2 separate regions of the Sus scrofa genome follow, and region 2 is linked to region 1. Evidence: chromatin contacts called from public HiChIP or PLAC-seq data. All regions are on one chromosome and are shown on one strand. The core of a region is the stretch at or near the end of the contact, and the rest is flanking DNA. Distances in the headings are between cores, read along the strand shown.

The links. HiChIP or PLAC-seq counts read pairs in DNA pulled down with a chosen protein or histone mark.
Region 2: a contact with region 1 is called in an H3K27ac HiChIP or PLAC-seq map of alveolar macrophages. The contact joins two enhancer-like sites. A contact is called at or near these places in 5 of 47 Hi-C or Micro-C datasets (embryonic fibroblasts, fetal liver, mesenteric adipose tissue and 2 more) and 1 of 2 datasets of contacts at active chromatin or transcription factors (alveolar macrophages).

Annotation. Positions count from the first base shown.
Region 1 is chr6:54,751,361-54,756,623 of Sscrofa11.1, forward strand. No RefSeq gene overlaps it. Among named protein-coding and RNA genes, the nearest start is that of CPT1C, 21 kb to the left of the region's middle. Within about 2 kb of position 2,036, at least 27 of the 83 cell types and tissues checked have an H3K27ac peak or open chromatin away from gene starts, as enhancers often do. A contact at or near this core is called in alveolar macrophages and retroperitoneal adipose tissue, where this site is marked.
Region 2 is chr6:54,980,870-54,986,674 of Sscrofa11.1, forward strand. It overlaps VRK3 (inactive serine/threonine-protein kinase VRK3), which reads right to left. Exons shown (of 16, transcript XM_013998683.2): 12 at 4,959-5,091; 13 at 3,826-3,946. Among named protein-coding and RNA genes, the nearest start is that of SIGLEC11, 20 kb to the left of the region's middle. Within about 2 kb of position 4,027, at least 5 of the 83 cell types and tissues checked have an H3K27ac peak or open chromatin away from gene starts, as enhancers often do. A contact at or near this core is called in alveolar macrophages and retroperitoneal adipose tissue, where this site is marked.

The DNA of each region.
Region 1 (5,263 bases), core at 786-3,285:
AGAAGGTGGATTCCTGTCTCCATTTTCCTCCAGTTAGTATTCAGGCTTCTTTGATACTGAAAGGGGAGGGGGTGTGGTTGATCGTTGCAAACTTCTTTTTTTTTTTTTTTTTTGTCTTTTTTTGCCTTTTCTAGGGCTGCACCCACAGCATATGGAAAAAAAAAGACAAAAAGACAAAAAATAAATAAAATATTCTTTCCATTATGGCTTACCCAAGGATTCTTTTTTCTTTTCTTTTTTTTTTTTCTTTGTCTTTTTGCCATTTCATGGGCCGCTCCGGCGGCATATGGAGGTTCCCCGGCTAGGGGTCTAATCAGAGCTGTAGCCACCGGCCTACCAGAGCCACAGCAACTCGGGATCCGAGCCGCGTCTGCGACCTACACCACAGTTCACGGCAATGCCGGATCCTTAACCCACTGAGCAAGGCTAGGGATCGAACCCGAAACCTCGTGGTTCCTAGTCAGATTCGTTAACCACTGCGCCACGACCGGAACTCCCAAAGATTCTGAATATGGTTCCCAGTGCTATGTAAGAGGACCTTGCTGTTTATCTGTTCTATATGGGATAGTTTGCATCTACGAACCCCAAACTCCCACCTCCCTTCCCCTTGGCAACCACAAGTCTGTTCTCCTTGTCCATGAGTCTGTTTCTGTTTTGTAGATAGGTTCATTTGTGCCATATTTTAGATTCCGCATATAAGTGATATCATACGGCATTTGTCTTTCTCTTTCTGATTTACTTTGCTTAGTATGATCGTCTCTAGGTCCATCCATGTTACTGCAAATGGCATTATTTTGCTCTTTTTTATGGCTGAGTAGTATTCTATTGCGAATATGTACCATGTTTTTATCCATTCTTCTGTTGATAGACCTTTAAGTTGTTTCCATGTCTTGGCTATTGTGAGTAGGGCTGCTGTGAACATAGAGGTTTGAATTATTGTTTTGTCTGGATATATGCCCACGAGTGGGATTGCTGGGTCATATGGTAATTCCATTTTTAGTTTGAGAAAGCTTCTTTTTGCATCTGTTAATTTTCTCTCTTTTTTTTTTTTTTTTTTTTTTTTTTGGCCACCCCATGGCATATGGAGTTCCTGGGTGGGCTGGATTAGATCCAAGCCACCGTTGTGATCTCCACCTGCAGCAACGCTGGATCCTTTAACCCACTGTGCTGGGCAGCGGGAACTCCTGCATCTGTTGATTCTCACTTGCCTCCAGCTCAAAATAATCCTTGTTAAAGTGGTACATTTGGGGCTATATTTCTGATCCCTTCATTGCCACAGAGGTCCTAAAAATTCCTAGAAAATGAGATTCCTTGAGTGATGAAAGTGTTTTTCGGCTGCTAGGGGAGTGGCTCTTGGCTGAGGGGCCTCTTGGTAGTTTCAGAATGGGGCCTGGTCACCAAGAAGACCAAGTGATGATTAAAGTTTTAAGATTGTCTACTCTATGCCCTGGCCTTTGGGGATGGGAGAGGGGCTGGAGATGGAGGTCAGTCACAGTCATTAGTGGCCAATGATTGAATCAATTGTGTGCGTAGGTAATGAAACCTTCATAAAACCCCTAAACAAAAAGGGTTTGTTGAATTTCTTCTTCTTCTTCTTTTTTTTTTTTCTTTCTAAAGCCACACCTACAGTACATGGAGGTTCCCAGGCTAGGGGTCAAATTGAAGTTGCAGCTGCTGGCCTACGTCACAGCCACAGCAACAGCAACACCAGATCCAAGTCATGTCTGCTACCTACACCACAGCTCACAGCAATGACAGATCCTTGACCTACTGAGCAAGGCCAGGGATTGAACTCGCGTCCTCATGGATGCTAATCGGGTTCGTTAACCGCTGAGCCCCGACAGAAATTCCAATAACTCTTTAAAAGCCATATATGGGTCTTAACAGGGACTCTGCAAACCATCTTTCTTCTTTGCCAGCTGGCTGTTGTAGACTCTGCCGGTAGGGGGCACCAGAGAGACTGTAGAAACCTGGAGGAAGCAATAAGACTGGGCTCTTCCTGTTTGCTTTCTCTTGTTTATTTCCTGTCAGTTTCTTGTCCCCATTCGCATTTCCCAGCACAGCCTCTTTATCCCAGCGGAGACAGTTCCTTCCTGTAGCAGCAGCTGCTGAATCTAGTTTACAGGGTTTGGTTTTTTGTTTTTTTTTTTTACAAATCTTGCACACCCTCAGAGATGCCATCCGCATGTCAACAACCTTCCAGAGAAGATTCTAGTCCCAGGTGGTCCTCTGCGCTCAGACACACCTGCACCAGCAGAGCAACACCCACTCCTCATTGGCTGACTTTCATCTTCAGTGAGGCTCTCATCTAAGTGTTTAGTTTTCATCATTCTAACCTATATCCTTTGTTTTTTCTGGACCGGGATCTTTAGCTACTTCCCGTAGTTACTACCACCATGATACCCTAGGGCTGTCATATTGCCTTTTCAGTTGCCTAGTTACCAACCCTTTATACCTAGCAACATTTCTTTCTTTCTTTTTTTGGCCACACCCACAGCCTGTGGACGTTTCTGGGCCAGGGATCAAAGCCACTGCAGGGACAACACGGGATTCTGAACCCACTGCACCTCAAGAGAACTCAAATAGCCTTTTTTTTTTTTTTTTTTTGGTCTTTTTGCCTTTTCTGGGGTCGCTCCCGCGCCATATAGAGATTCCCAGGCTAGGGGTCTAATCGGAGCTGTAGCCACCGGCCTGCACCACAGCCACAGCAACTCTGGATCCGAGCCGCATCTGCAACCTACACCACAGCTCACGGCAACAGCAACCTGCATCACAGCTCACGGCAACAGCAACCTCATGGTTCCTAGTTGGATTTGTTAACCACTGAGCCACAACGGGAACTCCCTCCAATAGCCTTTCTTTACATGAAATCATCTTTGTTAAAATAACTGGTGTGATTTCTATCTCCTGAAGATACCTTGACCAACGCCAGGGTTTGCAGCAGGAAGCGGATTCTCAAAAATGGGGTTTGGGGAATTGTTTAGTTGGTTTCTAGGGTTCGAACCCTGTAATGATCTCCTGGCTAAGAGGTAGGATGCTTGTATCCACAGTCTGAAGCGGCATCGTGGGGAGTCATGCATTCGCACCACGTCGAGGTACCAGTGAATGGGGTGACTTGGGGGTTGAGTGGCTGCTGCATTTCACCACTATGGCACTAACAACAGCCGCAAGGACAGAGTGTTCAGTGGCTTCTTCTGAGTGCCCTCCCTGACATGCTTTTTTTTTTTTTTAATATGTGTTCCTTATTTTCCTTTTTTTTTTAGGGCCTCACCTGTGGCATATGGACATTCCCAGGCTAGGGATTCAATCAGAGCTGCAGCTGCTGGCCTACACCACAGCCACATCCACGCCAGATGCGAGCTGCATCTGTAACCTATGCCGCCACTTGTGGCAATGACAGATCCTTAACCTCCTGAGTGAGGCCCGGGATCGAACCTGCATCCTCATGGACACTGTGTTGGGGTCTTAACCCGCTGACCCACAACGGGAACTCCAGGACCCCTGACATGCTTAATGAAGGAATATTATGAGCATAGGTCTTTATTTTTTATTTATTTTTTTGTCTTTTTGCCATTTCTTGGGCTGCTCCCGTGGCATATGGAGGTTCCCAGGCTAGGGGTCTAATCGGAGATGTAGCCGCTGGCCTACACCACAGCTCAGGGCAACACCAGATCCTTAACCCACTGAGTGAGGCCAGGGATTGAACCTGCAACCTCATGGTTCCTAGTCGGAGCCACAAGGGGAAGTCCATGAGCGCTGGTCTTTAAACTTTCAGCTCCAATCACAGTCAGAGAGCCAAAGAGTTTCTACGAAAACCGTAAAAGAATTTCATATTTCTTGTAAACACAGGGCCAACACAGCTGAAAATTCTGCATAAACCAGAGGTGCATGGGTTCCAGAATCACATACAAATTTGAATTTAAAACTTCGCTAACTTTCTAACAGGAAGTTTTGGGCATTGATTGGGAAGGTGTGGGAACCTGAGTTTTACAGTGGTGACATCTGGTTGAACACAACTAAATCTGAACCTCTTGAGCCTCCTCTGTTCCCACTTTTCCACACTGGCTACCGACTCATTCCCCACTCGCCTTTTCAGTAAAACGCATCAAAAGAGTGATCTAGGGAATTCCCATTGTGGCTTAGCGGGTTAAGAACCTGACTAGGAACCATGATGTTGCAGATTCGATCCCTGGCTTCGCTCAGTGGATTCAGGATCCAGCGTTGCCACAAGCTGCGGTGGAGGTTGCAGATGTGGCTCAGGTCCTGAGTTTTGGTGGCTGTGGTATAGACTGGCAGCCACAGCTCTGATGCAGCGCTTAGCCTGGGAACTTCCATATGCCACAGGGATCACCCTAAAAAGAAAAATAAAAGTGACCTGAACCTACCATCTCTGAATGTTTGCCATGGATTCTGTTGTCAGTGTCACTCTTTCAGGCTTTCCTCACCGCCTCTCCAGTGGAGCTGCTTTTGTCTTTCAATCCAGTGGTCAGGTTTCAGTGTGCATCTTAGCTGGTTGATAGAAGCGGTCGTCAGCTGCTTACTCCCTCTTTGTTAATAACCTTTCCTTTTACTCCCAGGAGCCACCTTCGTGGGGTTTCTTCCTTCCTCCCTGGTTTCTCCTCATCGGTCTCCACTGTGATGAGTTCTGCCACTTGTCCCAGGCTTCTGAGTTTTGAACCTTTCCAGATTGCTTTTTTTTTCCCCCCTTTCTTTCTCTCTTTAAAAATTGATAATCTGGGAGTTCCCATCGTGGCGCAGTGGTTAGCAAATCTGATTAGGAACCATGAGATTGCGGGTTCTATCCCTGCCCTTGCTCAGTGGGTTAACGATCTGGCGTTGCTGTGGCTGTGGTGTAGGCTGGTGGCTACAGCTCCAATTGGACCCCTAGCCTGGGAACCTCCATGTGCTGTGGGTGTGGCCCTAAAAAGACAGGAAAAAAAAAAAAAAAAAAAGAATATACTCTGGAGTTCCTGCTGTGGCACAGTGGTATTGAGGGTGTTTCTGCAGCACTGGGACACAGGTTCAATCCCCGGCCTGGCACAGTGGGTTGAGCTGCAGAATAGTTTGTAACTGTGGCTCATATCCCATTCCTAGCTGAGGAACTCTATATGCTGCAGGACGGCCAAAAATACATTAAGAAAAAAAAAATATATATATATATATTCTGGAGTTCCCGCCATGGAAAAGCAGGTTAAAATCTGGTGTTGCCTCTGAGGTAGCTTAGATTCCATCCCTGGCCCGGTACAGTGGGTTAAGGATCTGT
Region 2 (5,805 bases), core at 2,777-5,276, 230 kb after region 1:
GCAATTTTCACCACAGCTCGAGGCAATGCCAGATCCTTAACCCACTAAGCAGGGCCAGGGATTGAACCCGCATCATCACGAATACTAGTTGGGTTCATTTCTGCTGTGCCACAACAGGAGTTACAGGAAGTAGGAGGAGGGAGAATTCAACCCAGCAGAGCTTCAGGAAACAGGTCCTAAATGAATGAATGAATAAATGAACAAAAGGGGGGTTCATCTATGTGCTGCTCTATCTGCCTAGAAATCCTGTCTTCCCCTTGCCTGCCTCGGAAACTCCTCCGCTCTCTGTAGAGCGGGTCAGGCATCTCTTAGGTAAGGGCTTCCAGCGGCCGAGGCCAGGTCAGCTGCCTTCCTTCTGCCCCCACAATGCCCCTGGGGGGCTGCCTCCACCTCACAGGCAGAACCTGCTGCCTGCCCGTGGGTGGGTCTCCAGGCTGGGGCTGCATCTGCCGACTTGTGAGCCCACCCAGAAGCCCAGGCCTGTGGATGAAGGTTCACGCCTCTTTCCTTAGTTGCTTGTCCCCCAACTAGCTCAGGAGCACGCACGATGCACCTACCACGTGCCGTACTGCAAACGCAGTGATGAAGAGAGTGGACGTGGTCCCTGCTCACACAGAGACTCGACTAAAGGTGGCACTCTGATGGAGTCTGTTACCTGCCACCGAGTGTCACTTCTCCCTTTTAATGGCAGAGGCCCAACTGTCAGCAGCCACAGCCTGGAGACATTTCCCGGCCCTCACTGCAGCTTGGGGTAGCCATGTGACTGGAGACATGTCACTTCTAGTTTTGTCCCTTAGATCAGGGACAATAGAGCTTGTCAAAGGGCCCCCTTATCCTGGGTCCCCTACCTTGGGATTGTGAATGAGAAGGAAGCAAACATCTACCTCGTTTGAGCCACAGCGTTTTGGGGGTCTCGTCACAAAAGCTCAGCAGAGCGCATCAAGGAGCAGTTCACAAACTTCAGTCACACTCATTGCTTCAGGGATTGGGCTGTATGCTCTGACCACCTGTGTTACTAATTCTGTGACTCATTTTCACCTGGTTTCGTTGCAAAAATGGAAAACCACCAGAAAACTAGAAAATAAGTTCAAAAAGAAATTCCAGGAGTTCCCATTGTGGCTCAGCGGGTTAGGAACCCAACGAGTACCCGTGAGGATGTAGATTCATTCCCTCGCCCTGCTCAGTGGGTTAAGGATCTGGCGTTACTCTGGCTGTGGCATAGACTAGAAGCTGCAGCTCCGATTCAATCCCTAGTCTGGGAAATTCTATACGCCACAGATGTGGCCCTTAAAAAAAAAAAAAAAAAGGCTCACTTCTGACACAGAGGTTGCCTGTGGAAGCCAGGAGCCAAGGGCTTGCCTCTCTGTCTCTCTCTCCTACAGAAATATTCAGACATTAGGGCCAAAGTGGGACCTCTTTCTTGCCTCACCACCCTTCTGGGGGCAATTCATCTGCCCCTATTGCCATCAGACCTGCCCTGGCCTTTAAAAGAGTGAGCATGCCCATACCTTGATGGGTACCCGGGGTTCTGACCTGGTGGTGCCGTCTGACCTCTGACATGCTGTGTGTCTGTCTCTTTACTGTCTATCTACCCCGTCAGAGTGTGAGTTCCCTGGGTGGCGTGGATGTTTGTCTTAGTTATTATTCCTGTATCTCCAGGCCTAGGACAGAGCCTGGTGTACGGGAGGTGCTTGACAGGCATCTGTTGAGTGGAGGACGGCTGCATCCCAAAGCCACCAACCCACCTGCGATAAGCCTCCCATACTTGGGAGACAGTAACGTTACGCTGAAAGGGCCTCCCCTGGAGTCGAATGGTCTTGGAGCACCTCTGACCAGCTGTGTGACCTGGGCTGATGACTTAAGCTCTCTGTGCCTCAGCTCAGGAGAGCACTTAGCTCAGAGTTGTTCTGAGGATGAAAAAGGGGAGCACTGGGTGTTCTGCCCAGTGCAGAAAAGCATACGGTAAATATTAGCCTTGAACAGGTCACTACAGGCAGGCCACTGTGACAGGAGTCCCTTCCTCTGAGCGTGAACAAGCAGGAAACCCGATGCAGTGGGGTGAGGGTGGGCTACCTGGGGAGCCTTCAGCTGGAGGAGGATGAGATTTGGGGCATGGCACCATTTATGACAATCACACACGGACATATGGGGTCAAAAATGGCATTGAATGAAAGAAAACGAGATTTAGAACACAACACTATTTATGCCAATCAAATACACCCATCATGTATATTATTTAAGGACAGAGACGGGTCTATACAAATTTATTTAAATGCAAGAATCAGCACCAGTAAACTCAGGAGTTCCCACTGTGGCTCAGTAGTAATGAATCTGACTAGTGTCCACGAGGATGCAGGTTTGATCCCTGGCCTCGCTCAGTGGGTTAAGGATCCGGTGTTGCTGTGAGCTGTGGTGTGGGTTGCAGGTGTGGCTCAGAACCTGCATTGCTGTGGCATAGGCTGGCAGCTATAGCTCTAACTGGACTCCTAGCCTGGGAACTTCCATATGCCATGGGTACGGCCCTAAAAACATAAAAGAAAAAAAAGGCAGCAGTAAACTCAATGCACATATAATCATGGGGTTAAACTTGAAGTGTTGAGTGAAAAAAGCCAGAAACAGGTGAGATTTTAGCAGAATACTATTTATGCAAGTTAGACACAAACAATGCCACCACCATCATGCAAGCAGAAAGATACAAATACATTCAAGCAAGCACAACAGTAGAACATACATTCAGGATGTTAAAGTAGGTATCCACAGTGGAGAGAGAAGATCGGGGAGGTAAAAGGGGCAAAATAAGATAAGAAAACCAGGGACACAGCATGTTGAGAATTGAGAAGCACAATGGACTCAATGTTGATCAGCGGAGGGTTTTCCCTTTTCCTGCTGTGCCTACTCTCCCTGGATAACCTCATTCTCTCCCAGGACTTCTGCTGACAACTCCTAAAACACTACTGAGATCTGAGGCTCCGTGAAGACTTCATTCCTGCCCTTCAGTCATGGAGAGCCAACCATCTCCTGGATGACTCCTCTTGGAGCTTCTCTCATGCCCCAAGCCTAGACCAGATCTTGAATCCCAACCTCTTGGACCTGAAGGGCTTCCCTGTGCCCATCCGTCCGCTGTCCTTGGTGCCTCTGCTTACCTCCCTCTGGGCCTAGCTGCCCTTTGTCCTTGGTGTTGAATCCCACGCTGAGCAGCACGCCCTCAGCAGCCCACCCCGGCTCTGTCCTTGGTGCTGAATCTCACCCCCAGGAGCTCCATTTTTGTCCACACTCTGCTGTCCTGTTGCTGAAAGTGCAAACCAGAACCAGCAGGATCTGGTGGTTTAACATGCAGAGGGAGAGGACATGTGGACACTGGAAGCCAGTGTTGCCAGATGCTGAGGCAGGGTCAGGCCCAACTGCTTAGATTGCCTGTGTGTCCACATAGGAATGAATGAATCATGGTGTCTTGCACACAGTGAGCATTTTCTACAGGCCAGGCTCTGTGCTGAGTGCTGTGCATCTGACTTCCTTGAATTCTTTGGGTGCTAACAGGATTCCATCTCATGGAGGACACTGAGGCCTGTGGAGGTTAAGCTGCCCACCCAACACCCTGCCGTGATGGGGCCAGAGTCTGATCCCAGGCAGTGTGGATCCAGGGCCCATACTCTTGCCTGCTGCATTCCAGAATGGACAGTAGAGCACACATCTGAGAACTGCAGAGGCCTTGGCTTTGCCAGATGCTGCCTCCCCATCCTTTCTGTTCCCTGTTGGATTCTGAGCTTCTGTCCCACCCGCAGGGGTGCCAGGCCAGTGCTGGGCTCTGCTGACCCCCAGACTCACTTCTGCTTCAGCTTCATGATATCCTCGGTGTTGGGAAGACAGTGTGTCCATGGCAGGGTCCCATAAAGCCACTTCAGCAAACAGTAGCCCAGGGTCTGGAGGTCACTGCGGCGGGAGGGGCCTGGGGAGGGAAGGAAGGCGGTGGTGGCTCTGTCCAGATGCTCTGCTTGCTGACACACCCACCCCTTCCTTCCCTCCTCTCTCTGCCCCCTCCCTTCCCCCCCACTTTCCTGAGAGAGGAAGGAGAGGGGAGAGAGACGGGAAGGAAGGGGAAGAGGGAGGAAGGGGTGGGGAGCTGGGAAGGACACTGAACTCAGCCTGGTTCAGCAGCAAAGAACAAAGGAGACAGCGCTTCTCTCCTTACACTTTCTAAATCACGTGATTCAGACAACACTTCATACAGGCATTCAACAGAGTTTTCTGTGTCGGACCTTCTGGCCACCAGCTGCTGGAGGCACTATCCCTTTCCTGGGAGAGTGTGGAGTGGGGAGGACACAGGCAGGCACACAGACGGCCATGAAACCAAGGGGGTTGGGGAGTTCTGCTATGGCACAGTGGACTAAGGATCTGGCATTGCTGCAGCTGTGGTGTAGGTTGCAGCTGAAGCTTGGACTCAATCCCTGGCCTGGGAATGTCCATATGCTGTGGGTGTGGCCAAAAAAGAGGGGGTGGTTTGGGAAAGAGAGGTAGAGACCGCCTCAAGGAATCTTTTCCTCTAAGTGCTCTCTCTCCCCACACACGTTCCTTAGATAGTCTCATCACTGTCCCTGGGCTTCAGATGACAACACCTGATATACTGCTGACATCTGAGTCTCTGTCCAAACCTCACTTGTGTGCTGCAGACAGCAACTCCTGGGTGACTCTTGGGCAACTCTCACGCTCCAAGTCTATACGGATGCTGACACAAACCTCTGGACCTGCAGGGGTTCTCTGTAGCCAACTGCTCACTGTCCTTGATGCTAAATAGCCGATGTGTACGGACGATACCCACGGTTCTGAATCCCTACCACAGCTCCCCGCTTAGGGTGACTGCTGGGTCTGGCCCTCTGCGGACTGTGGCTATGAAAACCTAGAGCTGCCCTTGTAGAGAAGAATGCTTCCATGGTACTGAACCCCGTTCTCTGGCCTCTTACCGCATCCCTTGTGCAGGTCCATGCTAATGAACTCAAGGTCCCCCTCATGTGGGCTCCTGCTGCCTTCGGTGTAGGCCACGTGCTTGCCGCCTGGAGAATAGCGGAAGGTGAAGCCGTAGCCTGCCAAGGTCACCTGCGTGGATGTGGGGAGAAGCCACAGAGCTTGAAGGTTAGCAACTCAGATTTTGGAACCAGAGATTTCAATCCTGGTTTGGATGTAGTCTGAAACACCCAAATGCCAAACGGTACAGGGGGGTGTGAAAACAACCCAAACCAACTGTCCCCATCACTGCTCAGACCCGTAAACCTACTGCCCAGAAGTAACCACTATCAGTAGTTTCTATTTTGCTTGTCTTTTTTTTTTTTCCTTCTTTTTAGGGCCGCACCTGCAGCATATGGAGGTTCCCAGGCTAGGGGTTGAATCAGAGCTGTAGCCGCTGGCCTACACCACAGCCACAGCAACGCCATCCGAGCAAGGTCTGCAGCCTACACCACAGCTCATGGCAACACCGGATCCTTAACCCACTGAGCGAGGCCAGGGACTGAACCCACAACCTCATGGTTCCTAGTCAGATTCCTTAACCACTGAGCCAGGACGGGAACTCCGTCACATCATTTTCTTCAAATAATCAGCAAATATTTGTGGACCAGGAGGAGGCTCTAGTTTTCCACAGAGGTATCATACCATACCTCCTGCTGGGCACACAGTTTTCTGCACTTTTACAGTGTTTCAAGGCATTAATTCTGGGTCAGAGAGACCGGGTTCCAATGCCAGTTTGGCCCTTCAGTGGCGGTATAACCTTGGGCAAATTATGAAACTTGTCCGGGCTTTGTTTTCTCCATTTGT